2 separate regions of the Oryctolagus cuniculus genome follow, and region 2 is linked to region 1. A link is a contact called in public Hi-C data. All regions are on one chromosome and are shown on one strand. Each heading gives the region's core, a stretch centred on a gene start, on an enhancer-like site or on the middle of the called end of the contact. The rest is flanking DNA. Distances are from core to core; before and after follow the strand shown.

Region 1 (6,925 bases), core at 2,692-5,191:
ATTTCTTTGAGCCTAGATTTTCTGTAGACAGGACACAATCCCACTTCTGGTGTCAGTACTGCCTAGTCCAAAATTTGCTGGCATGTGGCTCTGAGTGGCTTTTGTAGATCTTTTAGCCACAGTTCTCTTGCTCTAAAAAAGGAACTTTTGGAAAAAAAAGATTTTATTTATTTGGTTGAATTACACACAGAGGGAGAGGCAGAAAGAGAGAGGTCTTCCATCTGCTGGTTCACTCACCAGATGGCCGCAATGGCTAGAGCTGCACCAATCTGAAGCCAGGAGCTAGGAGCCTCTTCTGGGTCTCCAACGTGGGTGCAGGGGCCCAGGACTTGGACCATCTGCTTTCCAGGCCACAGCGGAGAGCTGGATTGGAAGTGGAACAGCCAGGTCTTGAACCAGCGCCCACAGGGGATGCCGCCCATATGGGATGCCACAGCGCGGGCCCCTGGAAAAAGAACCTTTCATAAAGACGAGAAGTACAGTTTGCTTGTACAACTGCGTGTTCTGACTGCTTCACAGTCAGTTTGCCATTCCTGCCTTCCACACAGAATGAAAGGCATTGAGAAGATCTGTTCAGAACTATTGAGGGAAGACTGCTTACTCCTAGCACTTCTTTACAACATGGAATTTGGATACAGGTAGAAGTCTTGGGAAGTGAGCTGCAAGTGGAGCCAGTGACCAGCAGGTGCCGCTCTTGCACCTGTATTTCAACAGGCAACACAGTTCCTGCTTTAGAGACCAATCCGGGAGTACAGACAAGTTGGTAGGAAAATGGTCTTTATTACCCAGATGTGTCTTCTATTACCCTGATAGATTTCCTTCATCTGCTTTTCTGCACCTGTTTTCCGGTTGAACCCCTCATGGCCCAAGAACACTTGGTCATGAATGAATTTTATTTTATTTTATTTATTTATTTTTTTGACAGGCAGAGTGGATAGTGAGAGAGAGAGAGAGAAAGGTCTTCCTTTGCCGTTGGTTCACCCTCCAATGGCCGCCGCGGCCAGCACGCTGCGGCCAGCGCACCACGCTGATCCGAAGCCAGGAGCCAGGTGCTTCTGGTCTCCCATGGGGTGCAGGGCCCAAGCACTTGGGCCATCCTCCACTGCCCTCCCTGGCCACAGCAGAGAGCTGGCCTGGAAGAGGGGCAACCGGAACAGAATCCGGCGCCCCGACCAGGACTAGAACCCAGTGTGCCGGCATCGCTAGGTAGAGGATTAGCCTATTGAGCTGCGGTGCCGGCCATGAATGAGTTTTCTGACTGTAGAGATGTGATTTTCAAATTGTGGCTGGCAATTATCTTACATCAGAATTACATAACTTTCACTCAAAATGAACTCCCAGGCCCACCCCAGACCAGTATCTGAGCTAGGACATGGAAGTAGGTGTTTCCAATTCTAGAACTCCTTCAGCTCCTCACTGGACAGATTTGATCAGAATCAACCCCTGGGACATGAAAGTGATTTCTATTAGAGTTTGACCTCACATACTGGTTAAGAGCTGGTTAAATGGTCTCTGTGAAGCTGTTTCTGTGTTTGATGCTAGAGGTTGAAATCCACAGCACAGGCTGTTAAGGGGAGGCCTGTGGGGTGGGGTGGGGTGGGTGGGGCTGAGATGTGGTATGGAGTGCTGAACTCAAGGACAGAGTGGACTGTGACCTGGGACACCTGTGCCAGCCTCACTGCCTCAGACTTCCCACTTCATTAGTCAGTGCCGGCCTTCTGTGTTGTAGGCCAAACGTGCACCTGGCGCAGGAGCTGGGGATAAACTGAAGAAGAGCCTGGTGAGGGCTGAAGGAGCTGGGAGCCCTGGGAGGTCCACACCAGCCGATGAGCCAGCACAGACCCCCACCGTGCCCCGCCTGTGCCTGGGCCGAAGGCGAGGCAGCTGCTGCTGCCCCTTGGCTTGGCACCAGCCACTCGTCCAGTGCCTGTCCGTGGTTTTCATTACTGCATAAAGTTCTCTAGCTTCTTGCTCTTCAGCCCCTCTCGTGGGCCACCCTCCCGCCTCCTAGACGCTTCCCTTACTAGCTGTGAGCTGGTTCCCCCATCCTCACCTCAGAGATTGTGCTAAACCTGTTTGACTTCATGTAATGCCCCCTTCACTTTAACTCCTGAAAGTCCAGAAAATTGTTTACTGTCTTTGAGGTTCTCCCAACACAAACATTCCGTTTATTTCTTCTGAGCGTCTATGAACTTGGGGTTTAAGTTCAATATTAGTGCAATTCTTTGCTACTTTTTTTTGTTTGTTTCAAAGAATGACAGGACGGGGCAGGGTATGGGATTTTCCATCTGCTGGTTCATTCCCCAAATGCCCACAACAGCCAGGGCTGAGTCAGGTTGAACCCAGAAGCCAGGAACGCCAGCCAGGTCTCCCACGTGAGTGGCAGGGGCCAAAGTGCTTGAGCCATCATCCATTGCCTTCCCAGGTGCGTTAGCAGGAAGGTGGAAGGGAGGCAGAGGAGCGGGGCCTCAAGCGGGCGCTCCGATATGGGACGCAGATGTCCTGAGTGGCAGTTTAGCCTGCTGCACCGTCATGCTGACCCATCTCTGTTATGCAAAATTTGGGTGGCTGGAGGTACTCAAAGCCTTCTTAGAGGCACAGATATGTTTAAAGGATGCATGGTGTCTGCAAGCAGCTCAGACCCCTGGCTTGGGTCTGCTGGTGCAAAGGGACTTCAAACTCCTTGTTTTTAAGTTGTCAGTTCTGTGGGGCAAGGCAACGGTGTCCACAGGCAGTTTGGACAAAAGGGTGTGTGCAGGCACTCACTGTGAGTTCTACTCCACAGGACAAAGGGTGTTTGAGCTCTGTTTTGCCCTCAGGGTCACTATTGGTTTGTCTGTTGGCATCCTGTGCCTGGCTTTGCTCTTGAACAGGGAGGGTTCACAGGATCTATGTGTGCATTTCAAAATGGTGACCGTTTACTGCCCCCTCTGCTCTGGAGGAGCTTCCATGCCTTGGCTGTACGTTGGGATGAGTGGCTGCTTTGCTGCTTGTGTACCCTTTGAAAGACAGTTCTTCTACGATAGAATATTGTCGTTGATATTCATGGGCTTTTAGAATACGTACTCATTTTTATTTGAAAGGCAGAGGCAGAGAGATCTTTTGTTTTCTGTTTTACTCCCCAAATCCCCAGAACTTCCAGGGATACCAGGCTGGGCCATGCTGAAGCCAGGAGCTTAGAACTGGTACCCCTTTTGGGTCACAGGGCCCAAATACTTGAGTCACTGCTGCCCCCAAGGGTGAGCTTAGTCGGGAGCTGGATCAGAACTGCTGTAGACAGGAGGCAGACCGGGGTTGTTTCCATGTGGGATGTGACTTGACCACTGTGCCAGAACCTACCCCTGTAGGCTGACTTTTTCTTCTTCTTCTTCTTTTTTTTTTTTTTTAAGATTTTATTTATTTGAGAGGTAGAGTTACAGACAGTGAGAGGGAGAGACAGAGTCTTCCATCTGTTGGTTCACTCCCCAAGTGGCCATAGTGGCTGGAGCTGCGCCAATCTGAAGCCAAGAGCCAGGTGCTTCTTCCTGGTCTCCCACATGGGTGCAGGGGTCCAAGGACTTGGGCCATCTTCCACTGCTTTCCCAGGCCATAGCAGAGAGCTGGATTGGAAGAGGAGCAGCTGGGATTAGGACCAGCGCCCATATGGGATGCCGGCACTGCAGGTGGAGGATTAACCTACTGTGCCGCGGGGCTGACTTTTTCTAAAGTGTGGTCCTCTAATTTGTCCACAAGCAGGCCAACGGCCTGATCTCTGCACTGACTGTGCTCAGGAGTTGGCAGACTCTCAGAAGGCAGGGAGACCTTTTCTTCCCTGAGCATCAGGGCCCCATGTCCCTTTCCTAGAGACCACCAGATGGCAGTGTTGACACATCCAGCCTGGCCTCGGCCTCAGTGAGGACCAGTTAGTTGCCCAAGTTTTGTCAGTGCTCAGATTTGGCTGTGCTCCGGCAAAGGAACCTGGAGCCTGGTCATAAATCCTGTCCTGTAACCTGGAAGTAAGGACAGCCTGTTGATGTTCTAAATATCAGCGCATCCTGTAGTGAAGTGGGGAGGGCAGAACTGGCAGTGGTCTGTCCTGGGGTGTACTGGAGTGAGGAAGGAGAAGGGACTGGCTACAATTCAGGGAGACCAGAATCGGATAACGGATTTCTTCTGGAGCCATAGACTTGTAAACAGGGAGACTAAGGAGAAAGGGAGAGAATGTTCAAGTGGTTTGTCCAGGCAGGTGATGGGTGGCAGAGCTAAGATCAAGACTCAGTATCTCAGTGGTGGCACTCCCAGCTAATACGCCGGGGAAAGCAGAAGATGGCCCTAGTGCTTGGGTTCTTGCCCCGACGTGGGAGACCTGGATGCAGTTCTAGGCTCCTGGCTTCAGCCTGACCCAGCCTCAGCTGTTGTGGCCATTTGGGGAGAGATCCAGCAGATGGAAGACCTCTCTCTCTGTCTCCCACTCTCTGTCACTCTGCCTTTCATATGAATTTAAAAAAATTTTTTTAAAGAAAATGTGTGTATATGTGTTTTATTCTCCTCCTCTCTCTCTGGGTTTCTTTGTTTTGTGCTATCTGGTCCTTTTTGCTCCTGTTCATCAGTAAATTTCAGTTGGACCTTGTCATGATGCACCAAGGAGCGGAATCCATGTATGCCACTGAGGGTCTTAGCTGAAGATTTGGCAGAGGTGGCAGCAGTAGAAAATACCCACAAAGCCGTGAAGCAAGATCTCTGCCTATGGGAGTTCTGGGTTCCCAATCACACCATAAGAAAGAGCCTTTCACCTCCTGGGGCTGGCGTTGGTGTGGCACTTGCCTGCAGGCTGCAGGTTATTTTGCTTTGTTTCTTTTTTGCTCAGAGAGAAATCAAGTCCAAGACAGCCTTGTCACAGTGGGTGAGAAAGGGAAGTGTAACTATAATGATACTCTTTCCTAAAACAGAGGTTAAAACATGCTGTAATGTAGGGTCTGGGCAACTACTTGAACTCAGGGCTATCCTTGAAATGTTAATATGTGTAGCAGACTTGTTTATGGGTCCCTATTTAATTTTGTTTTTCTTTTTAAACACTGTTTATTTCAAAAGCTGTATCTTTTCTCCCCCTTTTCTATTCTGCATTCTTACTCCTCCTGTGCACAGGTCTGTCTGCTTTTCACAGCTGATTTTTGGGAGCCCTGCCTGGGCGGTAAAATTGGGGAGGCTGCTGCTTCCTCTGGGATGGTTTCACGTTTTCTTCTTTAAAATCCTGAGAGAGGCCGGCATTGTGGCATAGCAGATACAGCTACCGCCTGCAGTGCCGCCATCCCATATGGGCACCAGTTCAAGACCCAGCTGCTCCAGTTCCAATCCAGCTCTCTGCTATGGCCTGGGAAAGTAGTGGAAAATGGCCCAAGTCCTTGGACCCCTGCACACACATGGGAGACCTAGAGGAAGCTCCTGGCTTCAGATTGGCATAGCTCCGGCTGTTGTGGCCAAATGGGGAGTAACCAGCGGATGGAAGACCTCTCTCTCTGCATCTTCTCTCTGTGTAACTCTGACTTTCAAATAAATAAATCTTAAAAAAAAAAAAAAAAAAAATCCTGAGAACCTCAGCTTTGGTCCTGTAGACTACACCAGCCCTTTTCTTAGGGTTTCCTGGGAGATGCCACCTGCAAATTCTCTCAAAAATTCTCAGCATTAGGCAAGACCCCCAGGGAACCTGCCAGCCTTCTTGTGCATGGGTTTTGGGCTCATGAAAATTTCCCAGGAAATTTGTGGTTTCCTTATATTTCTCGCAGAAAACTTTGCTTGAAAGCTGTGTGCAGCCGCCCATCAGAGATCAGTGCTTCTGGAGGGAAGGTGTGGCCACAAGGAGGAGCAGAGAGCCAGGAGAGCCAGGGAGATCCGATTCATGGGGCAACACCAACAACCTAGTACTAAGAGAAATCACAGCCCACATTGCCAGATTAGGAGAGCCTGGGTTACCCAAGTATGGTTTTTTAGACATCAGAATTTGCTTCTTTGTGTATTTAGGGGAGGAACTGGGATGTTTTATACAGACACCCACTGTGCTGCGTTTATCCTTTCTGCTCAGGCACCTTCTGAGTCCTGAAGACACAGCGGGGAGTAGGGAGTGCAGGTCTCTGTAGACAGCAGGCACACAGCCCGAGGAGCACTGAGAGTGGGGTGTGGGCGCAGAGAGGGGTGTGCGTCAGACACAGGTGAGAGACCACAGCGGGGCTGTGCAAAGACTTGAGTGACAGCAAAACACTGGGGATGTGAGCCAGGGTCTCACCACCCTCTCTGCCCAGCCCTGGGGATGAAGCAGTGGACACAACAGAGCCCAGTTTTTCCCCTCAAGTTACCAGTGAGTGGGAGAAAGAGGCCAGGCATGGGTGGGAGCAGGCTTGTGACTTCCAGTAGGAGCCCTGGGAGGTGAGAGAGCCTTGAGCACAAAGGGGGAGGAAGGAGCTTCCTGCAGACAGGCAAAGCGAGGTGAGGCTTCCATCCTTTCTAAGAGGTGAGGCTTCCATCCTTTCTAAGCCAACAGCCTCGGGTTTACCTGGGCACAGAGCGAGGCTGAAGCCCTAACCCTGCGATACGCAGCATCTTACGGCTCCTTTCTTGGTTCCCTCTGAGAAAAGGGCCGAGGTGTGGCTCAGCAGAGCTCATCTGGAAGGGGAACCTTGTAGGAGGGCAGCTTTTCTGTTCTGGACGCCTTCAGTGACCAACCGAGGGGAAGTTTAAAGAACTGCTGACGTGCTCTGGGGCTGCTGTGCAGCCCTGAGAGTGGTAGCTTTAAAGGCGGGAGGGCAGCAGGGCAGACAGCGCAGACTTGCACAGAGCACAGCGCTGCACCAGTGCTGCAGGCACGGAGAGCAAGTACAGTGGCTCAGAAGAACATCCAGGCTGACCGAGAGCAGTGGCCCAGCGCAGGCAATTTTCTTGATTTCAGAGACAG
Region 2 (6,925 bases), core at 2,864-5,363, 450 kb after region 1:
CTGTGGTGTTTGTGACCTTCTCTGTCGTATCATTTACTGCAAGCTGGGAGTTCACGGCTAAACAAAGCGAAGCTGAAATGCAAACTCTCCTTCCACGGCAGGCCCAGCTGGTGGCACCGCGGCTGTTCTGTGACCGACGAAGCACTGAGGAACAGACACGAACCCCAGACTGCCTCTCACGTGCACCGGGGGCAAAGACCCCTGCAGCTGGGCCAGCCACGGCGTTGCTCCTGCCGTAGGCCTCGGACGGAAGGTCCCTGTGCCTCTGCTCTCTGCAGCGTGGTGGGGAGCGGGGAAGCTTTGCAGAGGCCACGCCCCGCCATGGGGTGGTGACGCCTCGGGCCTGTGGGAGCGATGGTTGACTTGGGACTGAAGATGTGGGATTCCCAGTCTTGTTTTGTTTGGAAAGCTGCTCACATGGGCTTAAATTCCAAGGGCTGGGCCGGCGTGGTGGCGGACTGGGTACAACCACCGCCTGGGACACCAGCGTCCCCTGTGGGAGCTGGGAGTCCCCACTGCTCCACTTCTGATCCAGCTCCCTGCTAATGGCCTGGGACAGCAGCAGCAGATGGCCCAAGTGCTTGGGCCCCTGCACCCATGTGGCAGAGTCAGGTGGAGCTCCTGACTTGGGCCTGGCCCAGCCCTGGACACTGCAGCTATCTGGAGAAGCAGCAGGTGGAAGATCTCTGTCATTCTGGTTTTCAAACAAATCAATTATTTTTAAAAATCCAAGGGCTGGCCGGCACCGCGGCTTAATAGGCTAATCCTCTGCCTGTGGTGCTGGCACACTGGCTTCTAGTCTGAGTCGGGCGCTGGATTCTGTCCCGGTTGCTCCTCTTCCAGGCCAGCTCTCTGCTGTGGCCCCAGAGTGCAGTGGAGGATGGGCCAAGTGCTTGGGCCCTGCACCCCATGGGAGACCAGGAGAGGCACCTGGCTCCTGGCCTCGGATCAGCGCAATGCGCCAGCTGCAGCGGCCATTGGAGGGTGAACCAATGGTAAAGGAAGACCTTTCTCTCTCTCTCACTGTCCACTCTGCCTGTCAAATAAAAAAATCCAAGGGCTTTCAATTTTGGATTCTGGGAGGTCTCGCATCTGCACGGCAAGGGCAGGGGAAGGTCACAAGGACGAGGACGGAGGGAGGGGAGCAGGGTGGGGCCCCACCCAGGAGTGAGAGCAGAGCGCCCAGCCCTGCGCTGGCCGCGTCAGCCGCCGTCCTGCTGCGACCACATTGTGAGGGCGGCACTGTTCCCACATCCATCTCTGCCTGCGAGGTGTCGCATCTCCCGGCCTCCCCGCGGCTCTCACGGCTTCCTGTTGTCTGCAGCTGCGTGTGGTGTTAAATGCGATGAGGCAAATGTCCTTCCCACTGCCTCTTCCACACCTTCACGCTGACCCAGCTCTGAGTCCACCTGTGGCCCCGGGGGCCTGGGCTGGGAGAGGCAGCAGCAGTCTCTCTGATGCATCGATGCCCCGGGAATGCAGGGTCAGTGCTGCTTAGAGACAGGACAGCAGTGTTGGCAGGTGGCCCCGGCACAAGGGCTGGAAAACAGACTCCTTCGCAAAAGGAAAGAGAGGGGCCTGCCCCCGTACCTTGGAGACCCCTGGCATCCTCCAAGCCCTCCGCCCCCAACCCTGAGCGTCTCCCCCAAAACTCTCGGCTTTCTAAGCCCATCAGCTTGGCTCCTCTCTCTTTTCCTGGGAATTCTCTGGTCCCTGCCCATTCCCCCTCCCACTTCTCTCCAGCGGCCTGGACATCCCACATGCCCCGTTCATCGCCTCCTCCTCCTCCTCCAGGTCCCTTCTCTGCCTTCCTTGACCTTAATAAAGCCACTTTGTGTCAGTGTTGTCACAGGTGCCCTTGCCTTTCACTGCCAAGTCCCTCCAGATGGAGGCTGAGCCCGTGGCACTGCCGCCCATCTCCCTCGAGCCCCAGGGACCCTCTGGCCTGCTGGGCCTGGGCTCGCTGTCCCCAGGGCCTGGGCCTCTCCCAGGCCTCCTCCCCTCGTGTTCCCCTCACCCCTTGTACTATCAGGACGCCATGCGGGCCTCCCACACGCACCGCGGCTTGGTTTTTCCTGCCCTGGTCTCTTCTCCAGCTGCAGCGGCCCCAGCCTCACCCAGCGACTCCGGCCGTGGTGTGTGTGAGCAGGACACAGGGACAGAGGGTGACGGCTCCCTGGTGGAGTGCGGAGCCCGGCTCTCTCTCCTGCCCAGACCCAGGCATGACTACCTGCTCTCTCGTATGCTTCTGCATTGCCCTGCTGCCCCTCGGGGCCCCTCCGTGGTGACTGCTGGGCCCCAGTGGCTGTCTCTGAGGGTCTGGGCTCCCTTCTCAAATGAGCCCATGAGGCCCGGGGCCACCTCCCTAGTAGAACGTCTTGCGTGGAGTGGCGGCTCCATAAGCACCTGTTTGCAGATTATTTGTTCTATTTATTGTGTCACTTTCATGCAGACCAGAGAAACTGGAATCGTCACAAAGCAAAGATCAGAAACAAGACCTGGAGATACAGACGCTGGGTCCACACCAAGACCTGGCCACCCCAGGACAGCCCAACCAGAGGAGAGGCTCCTGTCACACTTGACCAGGTGGAGCAAAGGGCGTCTCACAGTGTGGATGCCGTCAGGCCTGGAGCCGGTGAGCGAATTCTGCCGCACTGTGTAACAGGAGGCTGCAGTCCACTTTGCAGGCTCCTTAGTGAGGTAGAGCAGGCTTGCGCGGGCTGGAAGGCAGGGAGCCTCTGCCCACTGACCAGACCTCCTGGCCTCACCGTGGACAGCAGCACCAACAGCCCCACAGCCTGGGGACCAGCGTGCAAGTGACACGAGCTGGCCCTTCTCCGTGCCTCTTGTGTCTGCATCTATGCAACGGGACCCACACATCCTCCTCCCCAGGCCCCCCAGGACGAATCCTCAGAATAACCAGCCTGGCGCGCGTCCCCGGGTGGGATCACTGTGAGGTTCAGAGCAAATGGCCGCGCCTGGAGAAGGAGCTATGCAGCAAGGACGGGCAAGCGGCCCCGGCGTCTCCGGGGCCCCCGAACGCAGCTAATGATACTGCCTGCCTCTGGGGTGTCCACAGACGTGGACGGTTAATGACGGCAGAGTGCTTTGAGGTAATGAGCTGCTCAGAAGGGCGGCTCTGATGTTGATAATGACGGGCCTGTGGCCGCCGGCTGCACAGACTGCAAGCACTGGCTCAGGGCCTCGTTTCAGGGCTGGCATTTTTGAAGCTAACAGAATGCTTTTAGAGTGATTAAATGATGTGTCAGAGGAACTTCCTGCGTTCATCCTGGGGTCCTGGGTCTTTTGTTGTTGCTGTTGTTAGAAAAACTTAAAATTTGATCCTAGAGCGAAATAGTCTCGAATTAATTCACGTGGATTCCTCTTTATCTGAGGCCCAAGAGACACCAGAGGTCCCCTGTAACACTCAGACACCGTGAAACAGCGAGTCACTCGTTCTACTAAAATTACTTGGTGTGGCTATAAACCACACCACAGCCACTCCCTTTTGCCCAGGGTAAAGAATTTCCCTTGACAGCCTGTCAAAGCCATGCACAAATGGGCCCAGGCTTTGCCCTGGAAGGCCATGCTCCGTTTCTCTGCAGCAGTGTGGACAGATTTACGGTGACACCAAGGTGCGAATTCAGACTGCGCCCCATAGACGGGTCGTTAAAGACGATTTCCACAGCACATCTGCACCCTGCACACGGCTCTGCGGGAGCTCAGCCCGCTTCTTTAAACAAAGAGCAGCCCCTGTGCAAGGTGTCCCTGAGCCACAGATGATTCTCGCAGAGGACGTAGCCCTGATTAATGACCCGGGCGCCTCCTCCACTCTCCGGGGACTGCTGTCACCCCGGGCAGGCAGCGTCCCCTACAGCCATCCCCAGACCCAGTCCTCACTGGCCGAGACGCACAGGTTATTTAGAGGACGTTTGCGCGGGTCTTCCATCAACCACACACGAATGGAAATCTCATTATCAGGTCAGGGTCCCAGGCTCCTTGCTCACTTTCGCCATCTGGTGACGCTGAAGCACTCCACCTGCTACAGCCAAAGGGAAAAGCGAGGACCATTTGACCTGAACTGATGGCCCTTTAGGAGTCTCCCACTTCCTCTCACAACCGTGGTGTTGCCTTAGCAAACAGCGCCACCCCCCGTCGCGCCAGAAGCAATGCAACGCAACACACAGCTGGAACCCGAGGGAGAGGGGCCAGGCAGGTGTGTCTCCAGCAGCTCGCTCACCCAAACTGGCACAGCAGCGGAAAGAGCGAGCAGGCGGGGGAAATGAACAAGGTGGCTGCTTGCGTTCTGTGAACCTACACACAGGGAACCTTGAGCAGGGAGCTCCCAGGCCCACCCAGGAAGTGCTGGTGTTCACTGATGCCTCAGGCCAGGAACCAGCCTTGGCATTCCCAGACCTCTGCACTTCGCTGCCCAGGAAACCAAGTTGCCAGGAGTTACCTAAGCTGCCACGAAGCAGGTGCGTGGTGGAGCCAGTCTCCGTCTGCGGCCCCAAACCCCATCTTCCTCCTCCCGGCTGCACCAGGTTTCTGGATGGCCGTTGGGCTCGCGCTTCAGGTGCAAGTGCTGGCTGACGGACTCACTTCACCTGGGCTCCAGGCAACGCTGGCAGACGCTGGGGGGGAAAGCGGAGGCCGTGCACAGCTCAGCAGCTCTGCCTCACCCAGCGCCTCACGCTCGTCTCCACAAATGGCCCACCCCGCCCGCGTCTTCCTCATCTCCCAGCCCTCACTGTCCCTGCTTCTCCAAACCTCAGCACCACCAGCTCACCTCTCCCTGGTGCTCACGTGAGCAGGTGTCTGGAGGAGTTGATGGGGCCTCGCGGCTCTGTCCACTCTGCCGGGGAGACGTGAGGAGGCTGTGGATCAGGGAGCACCAAGGCGTGCTCAGCACAGCCCGGCGTGCGCAGGAGACTCTGGATGACCTTAGCTTGGCTGGGCTTTCCTTTCAGAATCAGTTGAGGACAGCAGACCCTGTGCTTGTGTCTTACTCTTCTCTGTGTTACTGTCACCCTCGCAGGACTGACAGATGCCGCCCCGCGTCACCTGGCAGCAGGGCTGCACGCCCGCTTTGCTGGAAGGCTGGGAAGGCCTCATTTTGTCTGCACACTTGGCAGGCAGGCCCGGGGCTTGCCCGTGGTACTCAGCAAACAGCTGCTAGGATGAAATGAGCTTGGGAGGCCGGCGCTGTGGTGTAGCAGGTAAAGCTGCTGCCTGCAGTGCCAGAAACCCATATGGGCACCGGTTCGAGACCCGGCTGCTCTACTTCAGATCCAGGTCTCTGCTATGGCCTGGGAAAGCAGTGGAAGATGGCCCAAGTCCTTGGGCCCCTGCACCCACATGGGAGACCTGGAAGGAGCTCCTGGCTCCGGACTGGCGAAGCCGTGGCTGTTGTGGCTAATTGGGGAGTGAACCAGCAGAAGGAAGCTCGCTTGCGCTCTCGCTCTCTCTCTCTCTGCCTCTCCTTCTCTGTGTAACTATGACTTTCAAATAAATAAATGGAAATGAGCTTGGATGTGGACCACAAACTGACTTCCCTTCTGCCAGTGGCCAGCAGGAAGCATGCTACGGGGCTCCAGGTGCTCCTAGACTTATGACCCCTGACCTCACCTCTACGGCCTGAAACAAAAGAATGCCCCTTTTCTGGAGAAATTCAGGAAATCATTTAACAGCCAAGAAAACAGGTTCAGGCAGGAATTACCATTAGATGCCGAAAGGCTAATGGAGAAGGGTGCTCGCGTGGGCTCAGGTGTCAACCCCATCCTAGTGACTCCGGAAGTGAAGAAATCGGCCTCAACTCCCTACCGGATGGATGGAGCGCCACGTGACAATGATGCCAGGGGCGCATACACACCATGTGCTTCTTGCCATGGTGCACGGAGGACACGGCACTGTGCATGTGGATGGTGTGTCCTGATGTGAACGGAAACATGTAGTGTCATGTATGTAGTGTACCTTTAAGTGTCAAACATAAGGGAACAAGCGAGTGAATCCCAATGACGGACACCAGGTAAACAAAACTTGACTCTCAAAAATGTCCATGACACAGAGGGAAAGAACCTAGAGCCAGGGAACTAACCATTCTAAGTAAAAAAGTCAGTGTAGTGACCAAAACAAGCAGTAAGCTCCGTGAAGGGAGGGAGGTGTAGGGACATCACCCCACTGGAAAAAACCTCAACGCGGTACGAGGCAGTGGTATTCTACTGCCATTACCGTGCAGGCAAGTGTTCTGTCGTCTTCCCTGCGTGTTGGACGGTGTTCTGTCACCATCCACCCTCCCGAGTGGCTGCTGTAGGGCATCTCTCCGCCCCATTCGACAATGCAGTGTAGTGGAGTGAGAATCAGTGGCTGCTTCAGCCACGAGAATGCTACACCTACAAAGAGGTGAATGTGTGTGGCAAGATGCCAGCAACTATCGAGGGTCACGTGGGAATGCACTGTACCAGCTGTGAGACACTGCTGCAGCTTTGAGATTTTCCAAAATGAAAGCTGGGGGAAAGAACGCACAGCTGTAACAAGACAGGCTATGCATTCAGGAATAGAGGGAAGATGGATGCAGAGGCAAAACGACAGGGCCGCAGCCCCAAAGGGCTCTCCCGGTTGTGCGCGTGCCCATCAGTCTCCAGCCTCCTGCAGGGGGAGAAGGGGGTGGAGAGCTGCACAGGGGCGAATGCATCTGCCCGGACCACGGCACCGTAAACTTGATTAATCCGCATCAAAACTGCTGCTGTCACCACACGTCTGGTAACAGAGGCAGGCGGCAGGCTGGGAGGGAACGGGTACCTGATGCTCCCCGAGGGCCACTCTGGACGCCCTGTGTGGGCAGCCAGGAGCCCACAAAGCTGACTGTTCAGTGAGGGGCGGCGACCGGGCAGGCTGCAGAGCTGATCAGCAACACCAGGCGAGG

What was found. A called contact is a pair of places that touch in the nucleus more often than the background predicts.
Region 2: a contact with region 1 is called in a Hi-C map of psoas muscle, with 13 times the contacts expected there. The contact joins two enhancer-like sites. A contact is called at or near these places in 3 of 6 Hi-C or Micro-C datasets (ear pinna, psoas muscle and an unstated tissue).

Annotation. Positions count from the first base shown.
Region 1 is chr5:78,545-85,469 of mOryCun1.1, forward strand. No RefSeq gene overlaps it. Among named protein-coding and RNA genes, the nearest start is that of PSMB1, 23 kb to the left of the region's middle. Within about 2 kb of position 3,942, at least 1 of the 8 cell types and tissues checked has an H3K27ac peak or open chromatin away from gene starts, as enhancers often do.
Region 2 is chr5:526,583-533,507 of mOryCun1.1, forward strand. No RefSeq gene overlaps it. Among named protein-coding and RNA genes, the nearest start is that of DYNLT2, 58 kb to the right of the region's middle. Within about 2 kb of position 4,114, at least 1 of the 8 cell types and tissues checked has an H3K27ac peak or open chromatin away from gene starts, as enhancers often do.